2 separate regions of the Gossypium arboreum genome follow, and region 2 is linked to region 1. A link is a contact called in public Hi-C data. All regions are on one chromosome and are shown on one strand. The core of a region is the stretch at or near the end of the contact, and the rest is flanking DNA. Distances in the headings are between cores, read along the strand shown. Region 1 holds the start of LOC108474219 (cellulose synthase-like protein E1). Region 2 holds the start of LOC108470477.

Region 1 (4,925 bases), core at 594-3,093:
GAAGTTTACAATTCGAATAAAAAATTGGTGTAAATACTCTTTTGGTCCCTATCAAGTTTGAAAATGAGCAAATTGGTCTATCTCTCAAAAGGAATTACAAAAAATTTAAAATAATTTTAAATTTCAAAATATTTATAAAATTTCAAAATTTATATTTTTAAAAAATATAAAAGATTCTAAAATATATATAAAGAAAATTAAAAATTAAAAATTATAATAATAATTTTGGGGACCTGAAATAAGTTAATTAATGATTCATGTTTATCATACTAAAGTTTTTTTTTTTGAAAAAGTTATTAAATATATATGATTTCAAATTTATGTGCTCTAACATGAGATTAGTTATACTGTAACAAGATTTTAATTTGACATGTTTAATTTTTAGCTTAACTCGAACAACTCCACTCAACTTGATTCGAAAAAAATTCAAACGAAGTTAAGATGATAAAATAGGACTCGTTAACTCGAGTTTTTTTCACTCGATTTGATTCGATCGAACGCTCACCCCTACCCACCACCATTTTCCATATTCTAATGGTCTATTTACTCAATTGGTTCTTCAATTAAATAAAAATTCATAGCGATTAATTTTTACCACTTTACAATTTAGTCCTTGTACCTTAATTAGCTATTTGATTAACAAAATTAATGGACCAAACTTTAATGAAACTTTAATACTAATCTCATAAATATTAAATAATAATATTTAAGAACTCTCTTACCAAAAATGGAGTTCCGAAATCGTATTTTTCGACATCACTAACTTTCGAGTCGTTACACTAAAACTCCCCTCTTTCAACCCCAAACTTCACCATATCAAAGGCCAAACTTAAGTAACTTAAAACTCACATTCTAGTAGCCAAAAACGACTTCCAAAACACCTCCAAACTAGATTTCTATAAACCATATTCGAAAAGTAACTAAAAGCATGATAACTTTGTTCATAAAACATAATAAAAAAGAGGCAAAACAAGTCAAAACATTCAAGTTGTTAATCTAGCATAATAAACTTATATAAAACCATTCAATGACCAAACTAAAGTACGGAAAATCAAAGCACGCATTGATACATTCAAAGTATATATAGCATGTTGCTCAAGGCCAACCAAAGTAGATATGGTTAATACCCCATTACAAGTAATATGAAACAATCATGTATGCACCCCTAAATGACTTCTTCAGTACATGTCATTAGTTATTAATGACAAATACAAAGGTTTCATACTCTTCAAATGAAAACAATGGTGTATGCTTGTGATCCTCAAGAAACACCGAGCCTTAGTTCGGAAGACCTATGCATAAAAACGACGACACGTTAAGCATAAAGCTTAGTGAGACAATAAGGATAAAACCTTATATACTTACCTTTAAACTAAGATTTACATCATATGCAAGATATATAATGCATTTAGAAGAAATGTGAATGACATTTACATGTCAATTCAGAAAAACAAAGAGCAGTTTAGTACCATGAGAACTCATACAAATATTCACATCAAACCATTTAAGTTTTATCAAACTAAAATCAAATTATTCATGAAAACCAGAGCTAGTTAACTTCAACCCTTAGTATGTCTAAAGAAAAAAAAGATATTATTATGAATTTCTGAAAGATAATTTAAAAACATTTTGATTTAATCTTGCAATGCTTAATAAAAAATTTTCAAATTTTTGTGGGACCATGACTGTTGTAATTAATTTTATGTGGATTTATAATTACAGGGATTAAACCTTAGATTTTATGTTAATCAATTTAAAATTTACACAAGTTTACCACTGTAATTCACATCGAATTTATTGGACTACCTTTATTATGGGCCCATGATCCCATATTCATTAGAAGATACTTCCTCCTTTTTGTTTCTTTTGAAAAGTAAAAGCCGAGCTTATCATTAATTCAATCCATAAACAAATACATCGATGCTCAGCTGTGTGTGTGAGAGAGAGAAATGGCAGAAAATGAATATGTTCCACTGTTCGAAACAAGGCAAGTTAAGGGACGAATACTGTTCAGGTGCATCGCAGCTTCAATCTTGCTTGGCATCTGCTTCATTGTTATGTATAGAATTAGGTATTTCTCAATTGGAGGAAAAGCTGAGAGGTGGACTTGGATTGGCTTGTTTCTTTCTGAGCTATGGTTCTCATTTTATTGGCTTCTCACCACTGTTTGTAGATGGAACGCTGTCATCCGTATTCCATTCATACACAGGCTCTCTCAAAGGTACATACATATCTTATTTATGTTTTCATCCCGGTTTGTTTCATATTTCATAATTGACCATTTACGTTGAATTCATTACTTTCAATCTTGGAAAGGTTCGGAAAAGAACTACCGGGCATCGACATATTTGTGTGCACGGCGGATCCGTTGTTAGAGCCACCGAGCATGGTGGTGAACACAGTTCTATCTATGATGGCATATGATTATCCACCTGAAAAGTTAAGCGTATATTTATCAGATGATGGAGGATCGAATTTAACGTTTTATGCCATGTTAGAGGCTGCAAATTTCTCAAAGACATGGCTGCCTTTCTGCAAGAAGTTCAAAGTGGAACCCATGTCTCCTGAGGCTTACTTTAGGACAGCTTCTGAACCACTCAATGTCGAAGAATGGCCTTCAGTTAAGGTAATTTTAAATCAATCATGCAAGTTGTTCGAATGTTTGCTTCTAAGTGCAATTATTATTTTTCTTTTTGCTTTTTTGGTTAAGTGCAATTTTTTATGTGGGGTTAAAAAATCTTGATAAGATTTATATTGGGTGCATTTCTGCATTATCATTGATGATGACACACGTCTCTAAAAATAGACTAGTAAAAGCACCATACGTATCCTCAGCCTTAGCAGCTCGGTCCCATTTGGTTTTTTATCCACATTTTCGCTTAAATCAATGCTTGAAATATCTAGACCATTCGTTGGATGATTTCGACCTGTTTGATTTTTATCAAATTCTAAAACATTTTAATTACATCGATAAATTATTAATATTATATAAATAAGATTATTTTATTACTGAAATCGCTAATTTAACCGTTAAATAAAATGTTAAATCTTCTGACATAAATTAAAATGAAAAACTAATATTTTTAAATCTTTTATAGAAATTATCATTTTTCTCTCTCGCTCTCTGATTTAAATTTTATTTTATTTTTAGTTTTAATTTTAAAATTATGAGGCCACATTTTATTTTTTTTTATTTTTTTATTTTTAATTATGTCGCATAAGATTTTATGTATCTAATAATTTCAATAATGAAAAACCTGATTCATATAACATTAATAAATTAATGATGTAATTAGAATATATTGACATTTGAAAACTAATTTAAAATGAGTATTATAATTTAGAGATGTCTGATATAATTAACTCTAATTTAATATGATATCTAAAATTGAAGGTTTAATGAATCCAATATATTACTTAAAAGAAAGAGAACCAGTATATTAAATTTGATAAAAAAATCAATTTAGATTATTTTACTAATTTTTCAAATATTTTGGTAAGGGATTAGATTTCATTTATACTTTAATTTTTCTTAATTTTATTTAAAATCCATTATTAACTGAAATGTAAAATTTTATTAATTATTAAATTAACTTATCCAACAATTTAAATCCACCATTTAACTTTTAATCGATTGATTTCTAACTTTTTTTTTCCAAAAACTGGTAGGACCAGAGCATTGTTGTTGATATAATTATAAAAATCAGGCCAGCTTAATTTTATTATTTTTATTTCCAAACAGAGAAGTTTGTTTTTGAAATTAAGCATTTTGTCTCATGCTAGTTAATAAAAAATAATTTGTTTAAGGTTTAAAAGAAAATTACATTCTTTTATTTTCTTCCCCCAAAAAATTGGGTATGTGGCACAATAATATGTTACTTATACATGCTATTTCCCCTCCTTTTTGACTTCTATGCTTATATCATTGAAAATCTTTTCCAGCACAATAGGGACCGAGCAATATTTATAATAATACTAATAAACATAAATTATAAATATATGTATTTTTATTTCGAGATATTGAGTTGATAATATTTCTATTTGATTCAACATTATATTATTTGTAATTTGTACAATACTTATATCTATGAATACTTTTAAAAATTCATGTAATCAATTTTTCTATTTTAAATATTTTTTGAATTAATGTCAAATTTTAAATATATAATTATTTGCACCTACATTTGATGTAAAATTTTGTTTTTTTCTTTGTCAATAATAATGCAGAGATTATACGAGGAAATGAAAATGAGGATTGAAACCACCACAAAGTTAAACCAAATTCCACAACAAGTCTATAAACAACACAAAGGATTTCGTGAGTGGAACTTTGTTACAAGTAAACATGATCATCAAACCATTCTTCAAGTAAATTGCTCATTTCATAAACTTCTAATTAGTTAGGCTTTGAATAGTTGGGCTTAATTAATAAATGATGTTTTGATTAATGTTTCTTAGATACTAATTGATGGACGAGACACCAATGCTGTGGATATTGAAGGCAACCCTTTGCCAACTCTAGTGTATTTGGCTAGAGAGAAAAGACCTCAATATCACCACCATTTCAAAGCTGGAGCCATGAATGCTCTTGTAAGTATAAATTTTATTTGGTATAATTGTGATTGTACCCTAAATTATTTTTGAAAAAAAAATAAACACTTAATCAATAATTTACAATATAAGATTCATTTATAAATATACTATTAATTCTATACGTTTAAATGCATATATAAATAGCTTATAAAATTAAATAAGCATTCAAACTCTTGCAAACAACTAAGTTATCAAACGTAGATTCGTATACTTTTGAACCAATTGAGTCACTGATTGGAAAAAGAATTAGTCAGAGGGAACAATAATTTTTCTTCCCATTAAAGATCTTTTTGAATGTGTAGAGAAATTACCTATGTGAGAATACAAACAGT
Region 2 (5,041 bases), core at 383-2,882, 260 kb before region 1:
TATTATAAGTGGCTAAATAAACACTATAATATAGAATTTTCAGGACTACAAGCAGGATTCACAATCCATTTACCATTTTATTATGTACAAAAACACAGATACCCCTATTTTAACATTCTTGTATAGAACTGGCATAATAAATCCTTGACACTTGGAGAACAACAGCAGATGAGTGGTCCAGATTTCTCCAAGCAACATTGCTTTAAATACCATCATAGTAACCACCGAATGTTATTTGAGCTCTGGTGATTGGTACTCCTCTCACCATTGAAATTGCTTCATTGAGTTTAGTTGTGTGATGAACCACTTGTTTCATCCTCTACAATAACAACAAATTAAGTTACTTAATCTACAAGTATTATCTAAAAATGGCCCTAAATTTAATGTGATGTAATTTGGAAGAAATGGTGTTGCTTTTTAATTTGGACTCTTAAATGATGAAATGTGTATATCCTTTTCATTATTATTTGCATTGTAGGGGTAATAAAGAAGACAAAATATATCTCTAATGTTCACATCAACATGTTTTATTTAACAAATATCAGATCAGTTAAAACTATAAATTTACAAAGATTCTCAATTTTCCAGGAAAGTTAAAAAAATAGACAAGAAAAAGTGAGAAAATTTTCATACCTTGTCATCACTGTAACGTTGGAACAGCAGTTTCTGGTTCAGTTGTTGTTTGTTCCTTTGTTGAGTTCCAAAAATGATGATGCAAAAAGTAGCCGCAGCAACACCAAAAGAGCAGATGGCTCCGATACCAGTCAAACTCCATTTCCATAAATTAAGGCCACCAGAGCTTTCTTCCCAGTTTACATCTTTATTCTCAGCTTTCTTTTCCACCAAATCTTTTATTTTGGGGGAACTCATGTTCTCCAAAAATCCAGTTTCATCGTCAAAATTAAACGTACCTGCAGCATCCAATTGAGGGATAACTCCTTTCGTAGTGGACCTTGGTGAGTCCATTTTGTTGGTCATGTCGACAGATTCATTGTTGTTGTAACTTGGTTTCCTAAACGAAACTTGTGTCTTCACTTCTTTATCACCTCCAACTGATTCCATACCAGCTTCTTTGATCTTCTCAAGGATCATGGATGGTGTAGAACTGAAATCAAGAGGTACCCTTTTGGTGATTTCCTTCCCTAGTTCATTTTCTGGAACCTTAAGGATTCTTGGTTCCAATGGAAATGGAACTGGGACAACTTGTTTAGCTATCTTCCCTGAATTCCCTGACGGTGGAGACTGTTCTTCATCGAAGTAGTCTGTGAAGAAAACAAGGTTTGAATCAGAAACTTGTTTTCCTCCATGGTCTTGATTGATATCCAGGAATCTATTATCAGGGAGGAAAACCCATTCATGATCAATATCCATCTCTTGGTGAATCATATTTTTTAGGAAATGGAATCTGATTCAAATGGGGGAGTTATTATAGGAAGTGAGGTGGGTGAAGGGATTTGAATTATTGGATCAAAAAAGGTGGCTTTACAAGGAGTTTTATGTGGAATTATGAGTGATGAGAGCAAAGGCCACCAGCACAAATGGTGTCCTCTAGCTCTTTGGAGTGAGAGATTAAACCTTTCAACCAAGAAAAAAATGACAGTTTTGAGTTCCTATGAGCTTATCCCTTCTAACAGGATGACAAATTAAGGGTGGTCCAAAGGGACCCACTAAGAGAATGCCTTCCCTCAAGTACCCAGTTCCAGGATATTTCTTTTTAGTTTTTTAATTTTTTCTTTATTTTTTTGTCAACAGTTAAAAGTTTTGAATACTATACCAACAGTTTGGTTAAAGTGAAGCCAACAGCCTACAATAAACCAGATAATGTTTTGAATACTATAACCACACCCAATAGTATATTTTTTCATATTATTATTAAACTAAGTAATGATTCCCAATTTAGATGATGAGAAAAAAAAAATAAAGAGGAAGAGAAAAGGAAAAGGAGGTGTCGGTTGCTTGTAGGAGTTTGCTTGGAATGATAGTGACTGGTAGGTTTTCGAAGAAAAAAAAAAAAAAGGAGAAAAATAAGATAGAAAAGATGAAAGTGAAAGGGGCATACAACTGTCCAGGGACTGGTATCTTCCTTTTATTATAATTACAAAGTTAAAAGATAAAGATCGTTTCTCTCCTAAACCATCTAGATTTACCTCTCATAAAACCTTTATTGGGTAGGCATATTTTCAAACACAGATAATAAACTTGTCTTCCATCATCAACAAAGTATTGATCCACTGGTAACTTTCATGAGAGTTGGATTTATATATATATACATATATAGCAAGTTTAGGTTAAAGAGAGGGGAATCCGTCTCGAGTATGCATTAGGGAAGTGTTTTTTTATTACAAGAAACACATTGTGTCTGTTTTGGTAAGTCGTTTTCCATGGAAACCAAACACGTTGCAGCTAAAGCCTTCGTATTGTTAAAAACTGCCTCCCCAACCTAAACCTAGCTTAGGTTGAACCATGGAGTGGCCTGGGAAGAAATTAATATAAAAAATAAAGAAAAGAATCTATGTACAAGTTGGTAATTAGTAATTTTGAACATGATAGAATTTTAATATGATTAATACAACATGGCTTATACCATATTAACATTTAGAAGAAGAATATAAGACTGATACATATGTTATTACCATGTATAGACTTTACGCTGCCTAGACGTGGTCTGTTTCATTAATTTATATAAAACGTGCATTCACTCTCTGCTTTTTTGGACATTTTCAATTTTCAATTTTTCTCTGTTTTATAAATAAGATCATAATACACTTCAGTACACTTCAACTCACGTCCTTTTATATTGACAATACATTAATAATAATATTCTTACCAATTAAATTAAGACTCAATCAATATATTAACCATCATTTTAACTATAAAAATATAAAAAAAGTTTTAGACAGTGATTTATTAATTGGGTATTTATTTTTCCTAAAAATAACATATGTTGAATTCATAAATGAAGATGATACCAACCCATGAGTTGTAGACCGAAGCCACAAAACAGGACTTTGCCTAATGGGCTAATTATTAAAAGCAAGGTGAGACAAGTGAAAATCAAATTGAATTCTTATTCAAGAAATCATTTATATTAGCTTGAATGAGGCTTATGATGAGTGTGACGTTAAGAAGTCCAAGTTTAACTTTTGTTGGATCAATTTTGGAGTTCTGAAATAAATTTCTCTTTCGGCCATGCTCTTGTTGGATTGAATTAGAAAAAGAGTCGCGACAGATCCAATGGACTTTACGGATTAGCTGTTGAAAATCAAAGCAAAATTGTGATAGTCCGTTTACAAGAAGTGCAGCCCACATTGGTTGATTCTATACCAAGTAAATTACGTCCGCATACAATAAATGATAAGAAGGTAGCTTGAATAAGGAGACTTGGAGATAATGGGGACATTTAAATATTTTTATCTCTTTTAAATTGTTTTTTTTACCTCTTATCTTTATTTTAAATCTTTTTTTAAAATTTTTTTTGTATCTCTTTCATTTTTTTTTCATTGGACATTTGCCACCCACTTTTAGACCAAGTTAATGAATATTGAAGTTTTTCTCACTTTGGAAAAATAGTTTGTGAATTTGAGAGTTAAAAGTGAATTTTCTCTTGATTTTTTTGAAGTTTGTTTCCTTTTCAAGTTCTTTCGAAGTGGTAGAGGATTCAAGCTAGTGTGAAAGCTAGAAATTTTTTTTAGGGGCCGGACGAAATTTTAATTTTTTATAGTTTATATCTTTATAATTTGTAAAGAATTAAATCGAATTTTTATAATTTTAAGAGAGGTCAAAGTGCAATTTTATTATTATTAATTTAAAATTTTTAAAAAAATTAAGGGCCAAAATAATAATTTTACATTTTATGGGGGCCATCATAGCTTCGCCCCTGATTCAAGCTTTTTCCTTTGGTCGACGTTTCTAATTCCTCTAAATTAGGGGTTTCATTGGAGTCCACCTGATTATTGAGGATTTTGAACAGCCTTGTTCAAGAGTTTTATAGAGTTCTCTATCTCATTCTTCTTTTTATTTACTTTATATTTTCTGATTATTATTGTGATATTTTGATATTCAAAACTGATTTCTCTCTAGTATTTGTTCCAGATCATGTGGGTTCCGCATTAGTTGGTATCAAAGTGAATTTCAATGATGACTTTATCAAGTGTCGTTAAAGGAAGAGATGATTAGAGTAATAAAGGTGTTAAAGGTGACTCAGCTAAGGAGTACAACCCTTTGTTGATTGAGGCCTTACAAGGTTAAGTGAACCAGATGAAAAATAAACAAATTTAGCTTTAAGGGCAGACAGTGCAATGATCAAAGAGCAAATGGAGTTTCTTGCTCAGACCATTTCCAATCAAGAGAGAATAATGGTTGATAGTTTTCAAAAGCTTACTGAGGCCTTACTAATCATTCAATCTCTAATGATCAAACTTCTAAAAGAAAGGAGGTTGACATAGCTGATCCAGACCCAAAGTCTGATGGTGCTGATGTTGAGTCTGAATATGTTCTTAAAAAGGAATGTAACAGAGATGTACTAAAGTCGAAGATTTCTTCCTTCTCTAGAAAGAACGTTTCTAATGCTTACCTTGAGTGGAAAGTAAAGATTGAGGCAATTTTTGCATGCTAAAACTATTCCATTGAAACAAAGGTAAAATATGCCTTCGTTGAGTTCATTGGTTATGCTCTAACATGGTGGGATTAGTTGTGTATTTCCGGGATCCTTAATCGCAAGACACTGGTTAGGTCTTGGGTTGAGCTGAATACCATTGTACAAAAGCAGTTTATGTCACCATATTACTATCGTGAGATACATCAAAGGTTCCAATGCCTTACTCAAGGTAATGAGACCATTGATGAGTTGTAAAAAGAAATGGAAGTCATCAAGACTTGTACTAGTATAGTGGAAGAACATTATGTCACCATGGCAAGATTTCTAGCAAGGTTAATTCCTAAGATTGGAGACAAAGTGGAAATGTATCAACATGTTGACATTGAAGAGATGTATCAATCAACCTTAAAGATTGAGAAATAGTTGCAAAAACGTAGACAATCA

What was found. Hi-C and Micro-C count contacts between places; a contact is called where the count stands out from the background.
Region 2: a Hi-C map of leaf shows a contact between it and region 1, with 2.4 times the contacts expected there. The contact joins the promoter of LOC108470477 here to the promoter of LOC108474219 in region 1. A contact is called at or near these places in 2 of 5 Hi-C or Micro-C datasets (both in leaf).

The regions. Positions count from the first base shown.
Region 1 is chr11:105,863,077-105,868,001 of ASM2569848v2, reverse strand. LOC108474219 (cellulose synthase-like protein E1) reads left to right here and starts at 1,843. Exons shown (of 7, transcript XM_053021870.1): 1 at 1,843-2,221; 2 at 2,317-2,626; 3 at 4,459-4,590. The coding sequence starts at 1,950.
Region 2 is chr11:106,122,760-106,127,800 of ASM2569848v2, reverse strand. It overlaps LOC108470477, which reads right to left and starts at 1,632. Exons shown (of 2, transcript XM_017771801.2): 1 at 634-1,632; 2 at 1-319. The coding sequence starts at 1,386. The coding sequence ends at 203.